Linked DNA regions of Ovis aries: region 2 is linked to region 1. The links are chromatin contacts, called in public Hi-C maps. All regions are on one chromosome and are shown on one strand. Each heading gives the region's core, a stretch centred on a gene start, on an enhancer-like site or on the middle of the called end of the contact. The rest is flanking DNA. Distances are from core to core; before and after follow the strand shown.

What was found. A called contact is a pair of places that touch in the nucleus more often than the background predicts.
Region 2: a Hi-C map of liver shows a contact between it and region 1, with 4 times the contacts expected there. The contact joins the promoter of PER1 here to the promoter of KDM6B in region 1. A contact is called at or near these places in 3 of 16 Hi-C or Micro-C datasets (blood and liver).

What each region holds. Positions count from the first base shown.
Region 1 is chr11:27,336,218-27,342,093 of ARS-UI_Ramb_v3.0, forward strand. It overlaps KDM6B (lysine demethylase 6B), which reads left to right and starts at 2,621. Exons shown (of 24, transcript XM_042256653.2): 1 at 2,621-2,755. DNAH2 (dynein axonemal heavy chain 2) reads left to right here. Exons shown (of 88, transcript XM_060395415.1): 83 at 64-215; 84 at 343-457; 85 at 939-1,115; 86 at 1,221-1,295; 87 at 1,480-1,630; 88 at 1,763-2,142. The coding sequence ends at 1,917.
Region 2 is chr11:27,607,222-27,613,097 of ARS-UI_Ramb_v3.0, forward strand. PER1 (period circadian regulator 1) reads right to left here and starts at 3,588. Exons shown (of 22, transcript XM_060394819.1): 1 at 3,553-3,588. It overlaps VAMP2 (vesicle associated membrane protein 2), which reads right to left. Exons shown (of 5, transcript XM_027974934.2): 5 at 5,439-5,876.

The DNA of each region.
Region 1 (5,876 bases), core at 1,371-3,870:
TCACCTGGGGGAGGGAAAGCAAGGCGGAAGAGAGGTCTACACTCAACGCTCCTGCCTCGGCAGGTCCTTGAGTTGGCTGCCGATGTGAAACAGAAGATCCCGGAAATGATCGACTATGAGGGGACCCGAAAACTACTGGCTATGGACCCCTCCCCACTCAATGTGGTCCTTTTGCAGGAGATTCAGAGATACAACAAGCTGATGGAGACCATCCTGTGAGATGGGGGGAGGCGGGGCTCTGTGGAACGCAGGGAGGGGGCAAGAGGAAAGGCCTTCACGGCCTGCCTAGGATGGCTCTCCCAGGCCCATCCCATCCATAACCCTCCACCTTTCCCCATCCAGCTTCTCACTGACAGACCTAGAAAAAGGCATCCAGGGCCTCATCGTCATGTCTACCAGCCTGGAAGAGATTTTCAATTGCATTTTTGATGCCCATGTCCCTCCGCTCTGGGGAAAGGTAAGATTATCTGTTGATCCTTCTCCAACAATGAACTCTCCTTTTACTCCGGGACCCGCAGCCTCCTGGTCCTAGGGAAGCCTATAGCAGAAAGCAGTGAGCCTGGGCTTTGGAGTCAGACAGGTTCAAGGTTGAAATCTGACTCTGCCCTTCACTGACTGACTTTGCAAAGTTATTAACATAGCAACTTAGCCAGGGCAAGTTTCTAAGTTTCTCCAAGGATGTTTCAAGGATTCCTGGTACTGTGCACCTTAAAAGGCGCTTCATTAATGGTAATTGGTTAGCATTGCTGGTGCTATTGTTAACAGTTGTCATTTTATGCTTCTTTCCTGGAAACTGGCTTTTGGAGAGCTTTGCCGAACTATGGTTTGGGGAACAGGGGCTGACACCATATATTCTTCTATCTGCTTCAAGTGTTCACAGTAAGAATTTGAATGCATGAATAAGTGAATGAATAAACACACACTATCTCCTGCTCCAGGCCTACCCCTCACAGAAGCCATTGGCTTCATGGACCCGAGACTTGGCCATGCGTGTGGAGCAGTTTGAGATGTGGGCCAGCCGGGCACGGCCTCCTGTGATCTTCTGGCTGTCTGGCTTCACCTTTCCCACTGGCTTCCTCACTGCCGTGCTGCAGTCGTCAGCTCGCCAAAACAATGTGAGCCACATGGACAGTGTGATGGGAATGGATACTGATGATATGTATTTGCTCTCCTCTGTATGTGTGGGAGGATCCTCCCTTATTCTCACCTTCAATCTCCAGATTTCAGTGGACAGCCTCTCTTGGGAGTTTATTGTTTCCACTGTGGACGACAGCAACCTAGTGTATCCACCCAAGGTGGGTGCCACATGTTCTTAGGGCTCTGAGCAGAGGGGAGTCTGGTGGAGGAGGAGGGGCTGGCAGCAAAGGTGGGAAACGACTGGTTGAGAGGGAGGGGAGGAAAGAGGTGGCAGGACAGGGGTGGGGGCATTGGCAACTGAGGGTCTGTATTTACCCCCAACCTGTCCCCATGTCTCTCCAGGACGGTGTCTGGGTTCGGGGTCTATACCTGGAGGGTGCTGGCTGGGACCGGAAGAACTCCTGCTTGGTGGAGGCAGAGCCCATGCAGCTTGTCTGCCTCATGCCCACCATCCACTTCCGGCCTACTGAGAGCCGCAAGAAGAGTGCCAAGGGTGGGACAGTTTGCCCCCTCCCTAGTTTGCATCCTAACCCAGCCTCTGCTCCACCCCTCCCCTCCCACCTGCTCCTGCCTTGCTTTCCCAGTGGCCCCAGGGTCTGACTCATTCTCCTCTCCTTTCCTGCAGGCATGTACTCCTGTCCCTGCTATTACTATCCCAACCGGGCAGGCAGCTCAGACCGCGCATCCTTCGTTATTGGCATCGACCTCCGCTCTGGGACCATGACCTCTGATCACTGGATCAAGAGGGGCACTGCTCTACTCATGAGCCTGGATAACTGAGAGGGCCTCCTCTTCTTTTCGTTTGGGGTGGGGGTGGGGGGGGTTGGTGAGGGTCGAGGACTTCAGGAGCCAAGGCTGATAATGTACCTCGGACAGAGACTAGGCTTCACTCAGGCCTTTACCTCGGTTGAATTTGTCACGTGATGAGGCCCTGGTAATACCTAGTCGTGTTGATCGTTAAGAATTTTCTCGGAGCTCAGCTCAGTAAAACACCCCCGACCACAAGCCCCAAGTCTCTCAATGGGATGGCTGGGGTTTGGGGGGTGGGGGGGTAGTCGGGAGGAAGCCCAAGGCCTACAAAGGATGAGCGCTCCTGTGGGCTGCTGCCGGATAGGGAAAGCAGCAAGGGAAGTGGGAGGTCTGGAGAGGGAGAGGAGGCGTGGCCTCGGCGAATGGGCAGGGCAGTGGGGCCTAAAGAAGGTGTGGCTAAATCTCTGGGCAGGACTCGAGCGGGTGGGGCGGGGCTTACTTTGGAAGGGCGCGTGATCCGAATGGAATAGGGGTTTGTCAGGCAGGGGTCCGTGCTGGACCCCTACCTTGCATCTTGAACCCTGCACCCCGCATTCGGCATCATATTCGGCACGTGTGCAGAGGCGAGCGGGGCCGGCAGAAAGCGGGGCGGAGCCCGGGAAAGGGACTCCCGGCGCGAGAAGGGGCGGGACCATGAGAAGGGGCGGGGCTGGGGCGCGGGGGGGGGGGGGGCGGTGTTTGTGTTGGAAAATCCAACTGCGCCACGGGGCGGAGCGGCCCCCCCAGCCCCGACCTGGGAGAAGGGGGGGCCGCTCGACCCCCTGGGCGACCTTGGGGAACCTGAACACCTGGGACACCCCAGAACCAGGTAACGGGGAGCCGCGAGGGTGTCTGGAAAGAGGGAAACCGTCTCGGCGCAGGGGGGGCGGGACGCCTGAGGCGCAGGATGGGTAGAGATGAGGATGGACGTTCGGGTCTCTGGAGAGGCACTGGGAAGAAGACTGGGTGCAGGACGTCTGGATCCTCTAGAAGAGGTTAGGGCGGCGTGAGGGAAGAACTGGGCGGCAGATGTCTTGGGTTCCGGATGTTGAGGGGGCCCTGAAAGGACTCCCTGTCCCTATTGGGCTGGGATTCCCCTTCCCGACACTAGGGCGGGGGCGCAGCGCTGCGGTCCCTCTCTGAAGGGCAGGACTAAAGGTCAGGGTTTGCAGTTGGACTCTTGAGGGCGGGTGTGGTCAGAAAGGGATGTGTCTCAGGTCCTGGGGCCGCGTTAAGCCTCCCTTTGGTTCTTCCCACGGATGAGGTGTGTAGCCTCAGCTGTGACTCTCACACCGGCAGCCCCGACGGCCTCGCAGCGGTAGCTTTCGCCCCATCCCTTCCGCGGCACCTCACCCCGCTGCACTCAGCCTCACCGCGCTAGTCCCCCATCCCCGGTCCTGCCCCCATTCTGCCACCTCGGGTTACGAGCTCACCCAGCTCGGGCCCTTCTCCACTGAACCTTCGCGACGTAGCCGCGAGATGGCGAGAGCGAGACGCGCACAGCGCGACTCCGGGTTCTGGGGTGGGGGATGTGGCCTTGAAAACAGCCGAAGCTCCCTGCTCGGCCAGAGGGAAAGGTGGGCTGAAGTGCTTGTTTGACTTCCTGTCATCTCGGCCCCCTCACAGGAAACTGAGGGCGGGAGGGCGAAGGGCAGGGGCGGGAGAGGGGCTCAGGGCTCATTCTCCGCCTCCCCTATCTGCGATAAATAGTGGGGAGGGGGCACGCGGGCAGGTTACTAAGCAACGGAAATTCGCTTCCTGTCGGCTGCGGCTTGTGGCTGACTTAGGATGGGAGTTGGCAGGGTGGGGGGCTGGGAGACCGCGGCGAAGGTCGAGGGCAGGTCGCCAGGTTCTCGAGACACAGAGAGCCCTAGGAGGAAGCCGGGGAGCAGCGAGCTGCGCTGCCACAGAAACGGACTCGGCGTGAGTCCGGAGGGAGGCGGGACCCAGGAGCAGTGATGAGCTCCGCTCCCCTTCCCTCTTGGGGGTTGCTTGCCCTGTTGCCAGAGTAACTGGAGAGCTAGACTCCGGGGCCAGATTCCCGAACTCGCGCGTCCGCCCAATCGGCTCCAGCGGCTGCCCCTGACATCAGGACCTTGGCAGCCAATGTGGAGGAGGCATCTTAGAGCGAAAGGAAGAGAGACAGGGGAGGGGAGGGGTGGAGGCGGGGAGGGGGGAGCTGCCCGGGGCCCGCACGTGCACTCCCACACGCTCGCGCCCACCCCCCTCCCTCCGCCGCACGCGCCCGAGTACCCCACCCTGCGCTTGCGCGGCCAGTCAGCGCTCACCGCGCGCCCCCGTTTCTCCTTTCTAGAGACTCGATTCGCAAAAGAGTACCGGGCTGCGCTTCTCAGCCTCTGGGGACCCAGACGTCTGGGTCCGCTAGCCTTCTTCCTAGGGGTCTCGAGCAGTTAATGCCCAGCCTGGCGTGGGAGGAGCCAGCTACCTGTTCCCCACCCCAGCTGGCGCCCCACTCTCCCAGGTGGGCTGGGCGGAGCTGTGGTTTCCGGCCCCATATGCTTCGCCGCTGCCGTCCCGGGCTCTGGCTAAAGTTGCCTCCCCAAGAGGAACCGAACGGGTATCAGCGCCCCTTCCCGAGGCTTCACGCGCTCGGGCCCGGCTGCTGTTGGCAGCAGGGAAGGGCTCTGCGGGGAAGCCCCGGACGCCCCAGGTGATTCTTCCCGCACCATCACAACCCGTCTTCGCGTGAATTCCTCCCCTTGGTGTGCACCGAGATCTTTCCCATCCTTAACGTTTCTTCACCACTCGCCCTGGTGCTCTTTGCACCTCCCTCGGCTCCTTTCGGGCTGTCTCTCCCGGTCCTCACTTGTCCTTCTCGGCTTCTCTCAGTTATATAACTCTTCCTCTCGCCGTGTCCTGATTTCAACTCCACAGACTCCGCCCTGGAACAGCGCGGGGAGGGGCAGGAGTGTTGGGACCCAGACAGATTCCGGCTGGCGGCCGGCTGGGCACAGGGGATCCCGCTGATGGGAGACGGAGCCCCGCGGGACCTGGTGCCCCCGCCCCCCACCTCCTGCCCCCCCCTACGCGAGATCTCGCTCAGGAGAGAGAAGGCACAGTATCTCAGAGGCGTGTCGGGACTCCGTCAGAAATGTGGGTTGGGAGGTCAGGGCTGGAGGCGGAGAGGAGGAGCCGAGAGGCCCGAGTCCCTGGGATTGGAGCCGCGTAGGGGGCAAAAGATAAGGGCGGGACGCCTGGGTTCCTTCCTTCCTCTCCTTTTTGGGTTCCCAGAATTCCTGAGGCTATTTCCCAGGAAGCTTAGCCCGCGGCTCCTCTCCGCCCCTCGGGGTCAAAGGTCTGTGTTAAAGGTGGCCTGGGATGATGTCACCCGTGCACGTGCCCTGGGATAGTTGCCAGGCGATGAGGCCTCCACCCCTTTCCATCCCAGCCCCTCCCCCCACCACAACCTCCGCCCCGAGTCCAGCTGCAGCCCCGTGCCATCTTTCCCCCTCCTCCGTTCCCTTGGCCTTAGCGTCCTGCAGGTGGGAAACCCTGGCCTGGAGTTTTTGAGGGGGAGGGGCAGGGGTGTGGTGTGGTGGACTTTGCCCGTTTGCTGGGCTAAGCGAAGCTTGGGTCACTTTTCCCTAGATTGACACAGAAGAGCTTTCCCTCCAAGCCCCCTGTACCCCCTGGAAAGAGCCTCCCAGCAGTCTTTTTACTTTCCCACCTGCTGCATTGCCAAGAGGCTCATGGCCCCCACCCCCATATTGAGTTGAAGTGGGAGTGGTTGCCAGCCCCCTGGCTGTGTGGTATACATCTGGACGCCAGCTCAGCCCTGACCTTAATCAGTGGCACCCCACCCCCACCAGTGAGGAAAGGGGTCAAGAAACTATATGAGACTGAAAAGTCAGGGTCTTTATTCTGTGTAAGTGTGTGGATCTCTCTCTTGAAGGAAGGGGACTCAGTTGATAGCTACTGCGGCCCTTCTC
Region 2 (5,876 bases), core at 2,338-4,837, 270 kb after region 1:
CAATCCCTTCCTCTGATACTTCAAATCCTGTGGACAGCTAGGAGGAGGGCAATTTGAGGAAGGAGTGGAGTGGGATGACGGATGCCAAACAATGGATCGAACCCAACAGAGGCTGTGAAGGGAAACAATGGCAGGTGCTTCCATGTCACTCTGAGCAACCTACGTGGTGACTAGTGCTTCTCTCCTGAGGATGCAGCCACCCACAGTTAGGGCTGGCCCCTAACTGAGGGCCAGGAAGCCAGGGCTACAGGGCAACAAAGGGGGTGGCTGAGAGAAGAGATCTTATACACAGAAAATGTTGGGTGGCAAGGCCTTCAAGTCCCCACCACTAGGAGAAGACAAAGCCAAGCATCTCATCTATCTCCTTAACTGTATTTCGCAGCCCCCAGAAGAGAACCTAATACACAGTAGGGTGATAATAAACATGGTGACTTTGTTGTAAATATAGCTAGGGGAGGAGGAGGGACGTCAGCAATAGAGCAGGGGCTGGAAATTATCATTTATTTTTAAGAGGCAAGGAGCAGAACCCTGAATCCTAATTTGGGGGAATAAAGTGCCAGTTTGAGCTGAAAAGAGCTGCAGTTACACAGACCCCCTTCAATCAAGACTGAGGTGTAGTTCCTGTAGGGCTCCCTGGAAATGTGGGTGGCAAGTGAAGAGGTTGATGCTGACGCAATCAGCTGTGGGTGCACACCCCTCACTGTCACGTGGCCTAAGCTCTCCTTAACAGTGGTGTTCCCCATGAGGGGTGGGGGTGGCAGAGCAAGGGTCTGTGGAAAAGCTAGAGGCAGGAAGGTTACAGAATAACCCAGAAAAAAAACAAAGCAAGAAGTCACTGGAAATAGAGGATTCCGGAACCTGGATTCTCAGTATTCTCTCCTTGATAATGGCCCCCCAACTCATATACTGTGGTCCAGACCCTTGTCTCCTTTTCAGACACCTCCTCTCTGGAAACCGCTTTTCCTCTTCTCCGGCACTCCTCAGGGCTCTAGTGTGATCTGCCCCGACACAGGCGGTCCTTGCTGTCCACCTCCATGTTTTTCTTTTTCGTAGACAAAAAGGTCGCGCTCCAGCAGCCCCCACCTGCTCTCAAGGCCCTAACCAGAATCCTGCCTCACCGTCCCCACAGTAACCAGGCCCCGCTGCCGTCAATGGAGGAGAGGGGGCGGGAGGCGGCGGTGACGTCAAGGCGGAGGAAGGGGGCGGGGCGAGGCAGCCGGGGAATGTGGGGCAGGGAGGCTGGAGAGGCAGTGGTTTGGGAGGCGGCCAGCCCGAGAGGGCGGCGGCCAGTGCACTTGGGAACATCGTGTACTTTTGGCAAGTATCCCAGGACATGCACCCGCCTGGGCGCCTCCCCCAGCCCAACGACAGCCGTCCTGTCCCCAAGCCAGGGATTCCTGGAGAGAGGATTAGGAGGAAGGGGTCCCCCCTCCCTCGCCCCCATGCTTGGCTCTCCGCTCGAGGCTCGCATCCGCCCTCCCCTTGGCTTGCTCCTACAGCTCCTGGCATTGGCTTTCCCCCTCTCCCAGACTGTACACATCTGCTGGCCCGGTCCCAAAGCCAGGGCGGGGAAGTTGGAGGCCCAGGTTCTGCAAGAGACCTTTGCTCTTCCCTGAGGCCCCCTTTATAGCCTGAATCTCTTGTTACTATGGCAGCAGAAAGAGGGAGGAGGGATAGGGAGGAGAGTGGGTCTAGGATGAGGAAATCGAACTGGAAAAGAGCAAGTAGCCCAGGCTGGAGCCTGGATCTTGGGAGAGGAATAAAAGGGAGAAATGAGCAAGCCTGGCATCTCAAGACCAGAAGAACCAGGAAGAGGGAAATGGGGAGGACGTCACCACAACTTCCAAAACAAAAACCAAACACCTTAAGAATGTGAGACTAGTTCCCAACCACAGCATTCACATAAATCTTACACTATCACTGTTATTTTGTCACTCCATAGCCATTTTTTTTAACCTAAAAAAAAAAAAGACACGACCAAGGCATTGCACTGAGCACTTTCCATACGTTATCTTCTTTAATCTTCAGAACAATCTTGTGAGATGGGCATCACTATCCCCATTCCACAAGGACCAACTAAGCCTCAGAAATTACTAACCCTGCCTAAATTGCTTCATAATATGTTCTCAGGCTCTTAATAAATGGGGCCCAGGATTTAAATCTGAGCTCTGATAATGGTTTGTAATTCTGGCCTCTTAACCTTCAGGAACCTGTTGAGGTGTTACCAGTTCTGGGAACCTGGGCCTCTCAAATACCCAGGCAATTCTAAGTTTGGTGCCTGAAACACAGACTCCATCCACTCTCTCTTCTCCCTTAGGACATTCAGTTGGCACTCTCCACACACTTCAAATCATCACAGTCCCAGTTTTCACATGCTCACAAAGTCTTTGAGAACCCCCTAGCACCCACCGGCTCCCCTGGTTTCCTAAGAATCCAACTTCCTCAGTCTTCCACCTTACAGCAGGTCACTTAACCACAAGCCTGGCTGCTTGTACAGACAGATACACCCTGTGGGTGCCTCCTCACTCCAAGAACTCAGGAAGACATTGCTGCTGCTGCTGCTAAGTCACTTCAGTCGTGTCCGACTCTGTGTGACCCTATAGACAGCAGCCCACCAGGCTCCCCCGTCCCTGGGATTCTCCAGGCAAGAACACTGGAGTGGGTTGCTGTTTCCTTCTCCAGTGCATGAAAGTGAAAAGTAAAAGTGAAGTCGCTCAATCATGTCTGACTGTTCTTGACCCCATGGACTGCAGCCTACCAGGCTCCCCCGTCCATGGGATTTTCCAGGCAAGAGTACTGGAGTGGGGTGCCATTGCCTTCTCCGTAGGAAGACATTATGTACAGCCAATCTGCACAAGCCCAGTCTCCCTCTCAGGATCTGACAGTTGCTACCTCACGTTTACTCCCAAGAATGGCTCTGAATCCCAACCCCTCCCTTTTACACATAAGAAAGACACCTAGAGCCGAGATTTGATTAGCTCAGGGTCACACACATCACCCCATCTGCAGCAACCCTTTGGTACCCTCCCACCTGCCCTACCAGGGCCTCTCTCCAGCCTCAGAACCCCTGCCTATTTCAAGTGTTTAAGGTACCTACCCAAACAGCAGTCATGCCCTGGAACGCCCCCCACCGGCTCTCAGGGGTCCTGTCCCCTAACTCCCTGGGAGCAGGGTTCTCAGCTCCCTCAGTTCGCTAACTTCCAAGACCCTCCCCGAGGCAATCAGGAGTCCAGGGACCTTAGGGCGTTGAGGGATCTGATGTAAGGGACTCCCGCTCCCCTCTCTCTAGAGTTGAATTCGCAGTCCCTATTCCCCCACAACCATCAGAGCTCACACCGCGGTGATCACGCCATTTGGAAGATCCCCGGAGAATCTCACGGACAGAGGAGCCTGGCGGGCTGCAGTCCAGGGGGTCGCAGAGTCGGACCCTACTGAAGTTATTTAGTACTCACGTTTCACTGCACTGCACTAACACCCCTCCTTACAGAACACATCACTGTGGAAAAATCCATACCGACGGCCGCTCCTCACCCCCCACGCCGGAGCACTCACCGTTCGGCGCGCACGCCATCCAATTTCTTCCCAACTAGGATCAAGGGTACTTCGCTTCTCCAGGTCCGCCCGCCGACCAGGACGCCACTCCCCTCAAGCTTATTGGCCTAAGAGCGCCGACCCATGCCCCGCGCCGCGTGCGGCCACCCAGGCTCCGCGCTGCCACTATTGGCGCCGCCCGCCTCCGTCATCTTCTCATTGGTCAGTTTACCAACAAGCAGTGACAGATCCACGTGCGGGAGGGGCCGCCCTAGCACGTTAATTGGAAGTCTGATCGAAAGCCACGCCTCCACCCACCTCCAAAGTCCTTATTGGCTGTGGCAGCATTGCCTCCCCCACGACCTGACTAGGATCGGTGACGCAAACGCCGGTCCAGCCCTTCAAATTTTCTCATAGGCTGAGGTGTCTCGGAGCTGTAGAGGACACGTGCGGGCGATCTCACGCGGCAACTTGTTTACCTAGAAGCTGGGGATTTTCCTTGACGACACTCTTCCCAAACCCTGTCGAGTCCGCTCATGCGCAGATGTGACCGGTGGTGGCTTTGGTAGGGGCACTTTGTGAGCCGTCAGGCGCGTGACAAGAGCGCCCCCGCGCTGGGACTTCGGACTTGGGTTTCTGAAGCTCCTTGAAGTTGAAAGGTGGGAGCGTTTGGGTGAAGTCTTCGGGTCTCAGTACCCTGTCATAATGATGACAACGATAGCCACCTTCCAGGTTATTTTTTGTAGGCCAGGAGGTGCACTGCTTACAAACTCGAGAGAAGGCAGCTGACTTAACTTCCTACTGCTTCATAAATGACACAAAGAGGTTACATAATCGGTCCGGATTAACACGCTAGTTTCTAATGGGGTCAAGATTTGGTACCCTCCTATCAGGTCCCTGATAAAGAAAGTGGGTCCTAAGGCCTGCGGTAATCCTAAACCTGTAAATCACTCAGTAGATGAAGCGCGAATAGGCCCTGAGCACTATCTCAAAAATAGTTAAGCCCTTGACAAGTGAACATTATGATGACTGTATACCTAATTGGAAGAATCACCTGGCTCCTTTACAACTGCTGAATCAACGTCTGCGGAAGGAGCCTGAAAATCCATTTTAAAAAGTATTCCTGGTAGTTCTCAGGAGCCCAGAAATCTGGGAAACACTAAGTTTCCTGTGCTGTTCAATCCTCATGCTGCAGCCCAGAAAAGTGGGCCCTTCAGCACTCTCCACGTACTATTAAAGTGCCTGCGGGCAGGGACGCTATGGTGCCACATCATGAGTGTTACAGAGGTGGAAATTAAAAGAGTTCAGTATAGTGTCTAGGGTCACCAGTCCCTCAACAGAGCACAGGAGTAGCAGGCCATCTAGCCACAACAGAGCAGGGGTGGCAGGCCATCTAGTCAGCTCCACACCACACTTGGCTGGCTCTCCCTGAGAGGTTTTGTTCAGTAAGTACTTATGAACTCCTCCTGAATGCTGGCACTGTGCTAGTCAGAATGAGGGAGAGAAATTTCACGGTTGCCCATCTACTTCAGGCCTAGGAATAAATGACCACGGGAGAAACTGAAAGCATCGGAGAGTTCATCAAGGAGTAGAAAGGGATCCAGTAAACAGTGGGGTATGCCCTCAGGGAAGGGAGAGCAGGGAAAGCTGGGAAGTCATGCTTCCAGGTTTCCAGTGTCAGGGTTCACCATGCTGACACTGGGATCATGAACATTTTCCATTACCAACTCCTTGTGCCCCCTCGTGGCCACTTTGAGAATCATACTTTGCCTTTGCCCTGGCCTGCCCAAGGTCAGGCCCCTTGGCAAAACTGTCTCTTCCAGATGTATCCTCTCAACGTTCCGGTTATACCTGCAGATCCAATATCCTTCCCACTGGTTAAGAAAAGATCTTAGAACACCACCTGGTTACTCATTACACATTTATTGTACATTTTCACAATCTGGATGCGCCACAGAATTGGGGGCATGGGGTGAGGGAAGGGGGGCAGGGGATACTGGGATAATATGGGGGGTCTAGAACACAGCACCCCCACCCCCAGCATCTCTCCCTACCCTTTCACACCACAGCTTAGATCTCCCTGCTCCCCCTCCACACAAAAACCTCAAGTGTGGGGAGAAGAAAGAGTTTGGGGGTCCCCTCCAGTGGCAGGTTAAGGGAATTCACCCTCAGACCCCTAAAATTGTGCCATTTAAAGACATTAGACCATTTCTTTATCACTTCACCCAAGGGGGAGACAGCTCTCTCTGGGCTTGACCGCCCTGGAGAGGGGCAAGAATCCCCATCTTCCAGCAAGTCCCATACGCATATTGGCAGTGACTAGTACCCCCGCCCTAAATTCAGGG